3 separate regions of the Xenopus tropicalis genome follow, and all the other regions are linked to region 1. A link is a contact called in public Hi-C data. All regions are on one chromosome and are shown on one strand. The core of a region is the stretch at or near the end of the contact, and the rest is flanking DNA. Distances in the headings are between cores, read along the strand shown. Region 1 overlaps pcca (propionyl-CoA carboxylase alpha chain, mitochondrial). Region 2 overlaps clybl (citramalyl-CoA lyase, mitochondrial). Region 3 overlaps clybl (citramalyl-CoA lyase, mitochondrial).

Region 1 (2,700 bases), core at 171-2,670:
CCTCGTTTCATCTAAATAAGAGAAAAATACTTTTTTAGAAGTGCACACAAACAAGCCAAGGCACACATACATGCTAAGCCACATCAGTCAATTAATAGACGGAGTTCTGTCTTTTGCTTCCACACTACTTCCTCTTACAGTTAGAGCTGCATTATTTCTGGCCATGTGATCTCTGAGAGAGCACACAAAAGGTGGCCATACAGGTAAAGATCCGCTCGCATGGCGAGGTCGCCAAGCGAGCGGATCTTCTCCCGATATCCCCACCTACAGGTGGGCGATATTGGGCGAATTTAGGCTAATTTGATCCGACTGAATCTTTTTACCTGTCGATCGATATCTGCCTGATTTCAGGCCAGATATCGGTCGGGCAGGCCCATCGTTGTTGCCCCTACACGGGCCGATAAGCTGCCAAATCTGTCTAAGGGACCGATATCGGCAGCTACAATCGGCCCGTGTATGGCCACCTTAAATGGTGGATCAAGAGAAAGGGTGTAAAGGGTAATATTTACTGATATATTCCAGTTTGGCAAGATTCTTTAATAGGTCACTTAACATAATATAAATTATCTGTCAGTTAAGTATTTATTCTGGGGGTATAGTTTTCCTTTAACTAAAGAAATAGAAAATAAATGTAGTGCATTATGTTTGGGCTTCTGTACCAGCCCAAGGCAACCCCAGCCCTTTAGATCTGTGCCCCCAAAGATGCCCCCAGTAGTTCCCAATCTTCTTTTCTGCTGATTCACTGCACATGTTCTGTGCTGCTGTCAGTTACTGAGCTTTTTGGTTAGAGTAGTCAGTTTAGTATATAAAATACTGCATTTTTCGCCATTTTCATTTTTAGGGTTTAGTTCTCCTTTAAATTTGAGCCCTAAATAAATTCTGTAGGTGGACTGATATGTTTTGCTGTTTTTGGAATTTTGGGTATAGGGTTCTGAGTGCCATGGTCTCATACTGTAGCTGGTTAGCTACATAGTTACAGGGATGTACATTTTATGACTTTATACGTATGAAAAATTTTTTTTTAGCTTGCTTGTTTTTTTTGCTTGTGGATGGTCAAGTTTGATGTAAACTTAATAAGCGAGGATCCTGTAATGATGGTTCCTCTAAGTTTATAAAACATAATGTACATAGTGACATTGAAAATAACTGATGCACACTTTCCCTAATACATAGTGCTTTTGAGAACTTTCTTTCTTAAATTCTTGGGCTTTTGGTACATTCTGGGTTTTGTAGTTCAACTAAAGCTCTGACAGATCTCCCATTTAGTTAGTTTTTGTAAGTTCTGCTTACAGTGTCTGCTTCTTAACCTGATTGCTGGCCCCCATCAGCTCTGCTTTGTTGAGGTATCTAAACAAAAACTGGTTTTGTTTGACTTTGCCTTTTAATTGCATTTTTGCAAACGTGATCAGATTTGCAAGCAAAAAGAAATGCAAAAAGTTTCAAACTCTTTTCTAATCACGGCCCTTCATCATTCATCACTCTTCCTGCATTTTACTCAAGAGGCTCTAATTGTCTGCATTTGGCAGGTTTAACACTTCCTGACAGAGAGGCGATTAGAGGGAAGTATTCTCGCATAACTGTCACAGGCAGGAACAAAGAGCCTTCAAACTCAATGTGAACAAGCCACTAACATCCCTAAATTACCTCTTGTTCATGAATTCTGTCCCTTTAAGCTAGATTTCTAAAAAGGCAATGCCATAGAAAAAATAAACTGGTCCAATAAAATTATAAACCTATATTTTTCTTTTTTCTTCTGAATTTATCTATGAGCCTGTGATTTAAAAAAAAAAAATGGTTATTTTGAAGAAATCTCATTAGCAGATGTGACTGCTCAGAATAAAGAGACTTAAAACTAACCTTTTTCTCAAAACTGCTTTGAACTTAACAAGCACCGATTTGTGGAGCAGACTAGTTAATGAAAGGAAATTAAATTTTTTTGCCAACTTCCCCTGCTAGCGTCCTTCATGGGCCTTTAGCAAGGTACCAAAGAAATACTTTTTATTCATATATATTTTTATTTTCACCTTTTGTTTCTTTCATTTGGTAAATGGAAATGTATTTGTATGTTTCTAAAAAAACAAAAGGCTAAAAGGTACAGCTTTTAATCTAGGGCAAGCATACACATATGTAAACATTGAAACAGCTTACTGGGAGGAACACTTTGGTAGTAATCTTTTGTGAAGTAAAATTGGCTTGTAAATAAACTGTAACCCTTTTTTGGGCTACACCAATATTGTTATCTGTTAAACAGTGGGAACACATTTACAAAGCACTTTACAGAAATGATACAGTATATCAGTCACATCAGTCTCTTCCCCAGTGGCGCAATCTAAAGGTCCCCATACATGGGCAGATCCGCTCGCTTGGCCAAGCGAGCGGATCTTCTCCCGATATCCCCCACCTACGGGTGGGTGATATCGGGAGAATCCAGTGTAATTTGATCGAATTATAATGACGGGCATAGGCAAAGTCGGTCTGGGGACCACATCAATGAACTGATGCGCTCCCTGATCCGACTAGATTTTCTAACCTGCCGATCGAGATCTGGCCGATTTCAGGCCAGATATCGGTCGGGCAGGCCTGTCGGGAGTGCCCATACACGGCCTGATTAGCTGCCGAATCGATCCAATAAGGATTAATTATATCTTAGTTGGGATCAAGTACAAGGTACTGTTTTATTATACCAGAAAAAAAGAAAAT
Region 2 (2,700 bases), core at 190-2,689, 180 kb before region 1:
GTTGTGATTGCTGTTTCTATTGATGCCTTTAAGAGTTGCTTGGATGGCTTCCTTGGCATGCATAATATCCAAGGCTACTGTGATCCTAAGATCGACAGTTAGTTTAGTATCGTTATGTGTATATATATTTTTTTATATATGTGAGCATATAAATAGGTCTAGTATATGTACATATGTATGTATATAAAATATGCACTGGGGTCATATGATGGGTTGAATTTGATGGAATATTGTCTAATTTTTTCAACCCAAATTAACTAGGTAACTATGAATACATAGGGGCCTATTTATTAAAGTACGACAGGTACGAATTACAAAAAATTTGTATTTGTTCGTACTGTGCGCATTTTCTGCTACTTTTTCATATTTTGCGCAATTCTTTTGTACCTTGCGACAAAATCGTATTGTTGCGCCGAGTACGAAAGTTTCGGATTCAAGCTTCGGTATCGTGACTTTCCTTGGGCCAGGTTGGAGCTGCAGAGTGCCATTGAGCCCTATGGGAGACTTTCCTTGGGCCAGGTTGGAGCTGCAGAGTGCCATTGAGCCCTATGGGAGACTTTCCTTGGGCCAGGTTGGAGCTGCAGAGTGCCATTGAGTCCTATGGGAGGCTCCCAAAATCATGTACAAAAGGATCAAAGTCAGAAAGGTTCTCCTGCCGTTTACGATTGTTCGGATATGAACATTTTGTGACTTTCGGATCGCTAATACGATATTATCGTGACTAATGCGATTTTTTCTTAAGCATTTATGTAATATTTGCTATCATGAGAATTTATCGTATTTAATCCAAATTTTTCCCAATTCGGGATTCGAACTCGTACTTTGATGAATACACCCCATACTGTCTGTACTGCCACAGGCTGATAAGGGCTTATGGACAAATGTTTTGTGGTTTCTTTCTGTAGCTTGGGGAGAGGGGGAAGAAGAACGTGTCTCTCCCTTCATTAGAATATAAGATAGTATTACTTTAAGGCGATGACACCATTTAGCAGTTTGATCACCTCATAAGTTATTGTCAATGTGTAAAGCTTTTTGAGAAAGATATAACAAACCCTGATTTGTGACTGCCTTTCTTTGATGTTTTGCAGGGTGCATTCACTTTCCATGGCAGCATGATAGACATGCCCTTGCTTAAGCAGGCCCAGAACATTGTTACGCTTGCCAGAGCCATCATGAAGGAATCATCTGCTAAATAAAGCTCCTGCCAGGTGGTCCCAGACTGCACAATGCAAAGAGAAAAAACAGCACAAACAGCAAACTCCAAGCCACCAAGTGGAGCATCCTGTTGGTATATAAACACATTTACAATAAATGGCCAGTCCTGTGTTTAACTTTTTTGCCTCTAGTGGGTTTGCTTTCCTTTCTATTGAGCGCCACTCTCCCAGAGCACTGTCAACTCCAGCCTGGACACACAGTGGTGCAGTTTATGGCCCATGCTGTGTGCAACCCAGTGCCTCAGATCCTGGTATATTTGCATAACACCGGTACTCCAGCTTGTCTGTTCCATGTTGTTGAATAAAGCAAGCTGTTGTACTGAAGTTAACCCAGCTTGTAGAAAGGGTAAATAAACATAACAAGCCACCATTGTCCCCAGTTCTAACACTCTTTGCTGAGTGGGGTGTGACTGCAGAGGATCAGGTTTAGCCACAGGAGCACTTCAATAAGTGTTAACGTGCAGTTGCTAGAGGTTTCTCTTGCTAAGTAAAACTTGGTAGTGGTAGTAATTAAACCCAATAGGATTGTTTTGGCTCCAATAAGGATTAATATATCTTCGTTGGGATCAAGTACAAGGTACTGTTTTATTATTACAAAGAAAAAGGGAATTTTTAAAAATGTGAATTATTTGATTAAAATGGAGTCTATGGGAGATTGACTTTCCGTAATTCGGAGCTTTCTGGATAATGGGTTGCTAGATAAGGGGTCCAATACCTGTATAATATAAAAATCCACCAACCATTTTGAGCATCTTGCATATCTATTTTGACACAATATGGCTTTGTGTAGTTGTAACAGCAATACCTTCCACAGTTACGGTCACAGTGATTACTTTTTTTCTGTTATTTGTTTGGTCATTAAGGACTCGGGTAAGTAAGGTTCTCAGTGGGGTCCCTTAGGGTTCTGTACTGGGTCCACTTTTGTTTAACTTGTTCATAAATGACTTAGGGGAGGGTATTATAAGTAATGTATGTGGTATCCTTGCAGCAGGATCTTGACCAACTGGCAATCTGGGCGGCTAAGTGGCAGATGAGATTTAATGTGGATAAATGTAAGGTCATGCACCTGGGATGTAAAAATATGCAAGCCCCGTATACCCTTAATGGGACTGCACTAGGCAAATCCATAATGGAGAAGGACCTTGGAGTCCTTGTAGATAATAAACTTGGCTGTAGCAAGCAATGCCAGGCAGCAGCTGCAAGGGCAAACAAGGTTTTGAGCTGTATTAAAAGGGTTATAGATTCACAGGAGGAGGGGGTTATTCTTCCCCTTTACAGAGCGCTGGTAAGGCCCCATCTAGAATATGCTGTTCAGTTTTGGTCTCCAGTGCTCAAACGGAACAATATTGAGTTAGAGAGGGTCCAGAGAAGGGCAACTAAGCTGGTAAAGGGTATGGAAAGTCTCAGTTATGAAGAAAGACTGGCCAAGTTGGGTCTGTTTACACTGGAGAAGAGGCGCTTAAGAGGTGACATGATAACTATGTAT
Region 3 (2,700 bases), core at 131-2,630, 250 kb before region 1:
TAAATGATTTTGTATGTCTGCATTTAGGATTTTATTTTCCTGTGGGCTTTTCTAATATCTTGGCTAATCTTAATATAGTATACCATATATTGTCAATGTGTTGATACCCAGTGATCAACTCTTTCTCATGTATGTGAATGAATTACCGCAACACTGAAAATTTGCCGAGGTCCCAGAAAATAGGGTCTTTATTGTTTACAACATCGGGATCTCTACCATAATGGAGTGGTCATCTAATATGGAGGCACTTAATAACTAATTGTTGCCTGAAATGTGAAACAAGAGATAGGTCTGCTAAGCAGCTAAGTCGAGCCCACTGGCTAATTTTTACATGAATATAATATAACAGAGCTTGTGAGCACAAATATTTTCTACCAGTGTGCACTTCCAGCTTCATAGTGCTGCTACAAGACTTTAAGACTCCGTTCAACAAGTTTATTTCTTCCACAACTCTATGTTGAGCCAGAGGAAGGCAACCTGATGGATAACCCACCTTCTCCAAACCTGGACCCAACCTGACTTGGTGAGATGCCATTATATATACCATTGCCCAACGTCACCAGAGATGGTGTGGTTGGCAGGCGCTACTGTGTGTATGTGTGTATATATATATATATATATATATATATATATATATATAATACAAGGGTATCACACACACTGATTGCAATTCTAAGCAACTTTCCAATATCCATTATGTAAAAACAATTCTGCCTGGTTTAGCCATGTGCAGGCCACCCAGAAATCAACAGGACACAGTTATTGTCCCATTAATCTAGAGCATTTTATTTGCACAATGTCAAACCTAACACATTAACACATTTAAAGAAGCTAGAGAAAACAAAACAGTGGCTATTTTAACGTTTACATGGGACAAATACATGAGAATTTAAGTGTGGCCCTTTTAATGCATTTGTTATTCATTTGCCTAAATGTAACATCTCTGCCCCTGTTTAATTTTATATAATATAATTATTTATGTTCGAATAAACTTGTAAAAACATTATTGTTAAATTATAGTATGCTGCCTTCAGTCTCTCACAAACCAGGCATCTGTCAAACACACACATATATTTAACCCATAAACATTGATGCTATATTTCCCAGACATGATAATTAGGGGTTGGCTGATTTGACAGCGAGGGTGTCAGATGTTTGTATCAAGAACCTCTGCACACTTTTATTTGCAGTGGATCAATAATTTGAAGCAAACAGCTGCCATATTTGAAATACATTTCTTTATATGTTTTATAGTATATGCTAACAATACATAACACTGGAACAGCATGTGTCTGGTTGTTGTTGCACACTGTGTGCTAATACCCCCTGGTGAGATGAATACAGATAATGTGCTGGCTTTAGTGTTTACCATTACCTTGTGGAATTTCACACTAACATGTTTTGAGTGTTTATGCGGAGAGGACAGGCTCACAGCGAAACAAGGTTATAAAACCAAGGTACTCCAAAAGAACATCTCTCTTATCCTTATTGTGGTGAAGGCAGAATGTGAAGAGAAACAGGGAAATGTGTGATAATGTAATATTCCTCAGGGCCTTACTGTGCATAAGCACAACACAATCTTTAGTAGTTGCAATGGCCATAGAATTATGTTGTGCTTAAACAACTACAGCTGTATACAGTAATATATATATATATTTAACATTAAGAATTATGGAATTATTGATCACAGGACCACGCTCCCTTTGTGATGAAGTGTTTTTATTTTTCACATTATACAGAAGTCCAATGTTTCAGTCCTAATTAGGACCTTTCTGATCCTCGATAAAGGTCTTAATAAGTACCATGACGTATATTTGAGACTTGACATATATATATATATATATATATATATATATATATATATATATATATTTATGTCATGCAGCCGCACTCAAATCTGGACTGGTTGATCAGCTGTGGGTGCAGGGTCAAATGACATACAGAAATCTTCAAAAGGATCCACACTCCAATTTGCAGTGAATCAAGTAGTTTTTATTTTGTGCATCTGTGTCAGCCTTAGGTAGAAGTTACAGTACTGGAAATCTAGAATGTTCTAAGGTTAGGATGTTTATTTTTCTTACTTACAATCTGAGAATCAAACGCTGAATTTAAACATGTACATAATTTTATGCCACATTATAATCACTTTTTGGTTTTAGTTTATAACTTAAATCTTTGTCCCCCATGTCAATTTTCTTTGAGAAACACATTTTTAATTTTAACCTCCTAATAAACTTAAAGGACATGTAAACCCCACACAAAAAAAAATTAAATCAGTGAACATCCTCTTTGAAATCTTTTAATACCTGCCACACTGGTTGTCCAGAGGTTAATAGTAAGGTTGCATTGTCCCCTTTATGGGGAATATTGAATAAGGGTCTGTCTGTGTGTGTATGCTGTTTGCAGATTTAAATGTATCTGATTATGTATCAGAGGAAAAATGGCCCCCGGGTGAAAGCTGCTATTTGCTTTAGGAAAATGTGATGGTGCTGGCAAGCAGAGGGGATATATGCAGTACAAATAATGCCATTTGGGTGGGGGAGACATGCCCAACTGATATACATTGTAGGTAAATGTAGGCTTTACATGTCTTTTAAACCAGTTAACTTTCCAAGAAAAAAAAAGCCTGGTGCACAAGTAGGGAAAAAAACCAACCCCTTATTACTAGACATTGAATGTCATCTTGGGCCTTTTATTAAC

What was found. A called contact is a pair of places that touch in the nucleus more often than the background predicts.
Region 2: a contact with region 1 is called in a Hi-C map of gastrula embryo, with 3 times the contacts expected there. The contact joins two enhancer-like sites. A contact is called at or near these places in 2 of 5 Hi-C or Micro-C datasets (gastrula embryo and neurula embryo).
Region 3: a Hi-C map of gastrula embryo shows a contact between it and region 1, with 2.2 times the contacts expected there. The contact joins two enhancer-like sites. A contact is called at or near these places in 2 of 5 Hi-C or Micro-C datasets (gastrula embryo and neurula embryo).

The regions. Positions count from the first base shown.
Region 1 is chr2:120,649,616-120,652,315 of UCB_Xtro_10.0, reverse strand. The region is part of intron 7 of pcca (propionyl-CoA carboxylase alpha chain, mitochondrial); the gene reads left to right. Among named protein-coding and RNA genes, the nearest start is that of pcca, 87 kb to the left of the region's middle. Within about 2 kb of position 1,420, at least 3 of the 11 cell types and tissues checked have an H3K27ac peak or open chromatin away from gene starts, as enhancers often do. A contact at or near this core is called in gastrula embryo and neurula embryo, where this site is marked.
Region 2 is chr2:120,825,155-120,827,854 of UCB_Xtro_10.0, reverse strand. It overlaps clybl (citramalyl-CoA lyase, mitochondrial), which reads left to right. Exons shown (of 8, transcript XM_004911819.4): 8 at 1,089-1,334. The coding sequence ends at 1,196. Among named protein-coding and RNA genes, the nearest start is that of zic5, 35 kb to the right of the region's middle. Within about 2 kb of position 1,439, at least 2 of the 11 cell types and tissues checked have an H3K27ac peak or open chromatin away from gene starts, as enhancers often do. A contact at or near this core is called in gastrula embryo and neurula embryo, where this site is marked.
Region 3 is chr2:120,901,696-120,904,395 of UCB_Xtro_10.0, reverse strand. All of the region lies in intron 2 of clybl (citramalyl-CoA lyase, mitochondrial), which reads left to right. Among named protein-coding and RNA genes, the nearest start is that of clybl, 100 kb to the left of the region's middle. Within about 2 kb of position 1,380, at least 2 of the 11 cell types and tissues checked have an H3K27ac peak or open chromatin away from gene starts, as enhancers often do. A contact at or near this core is called in gastrula embryo and neurula embryo, where this site is marked.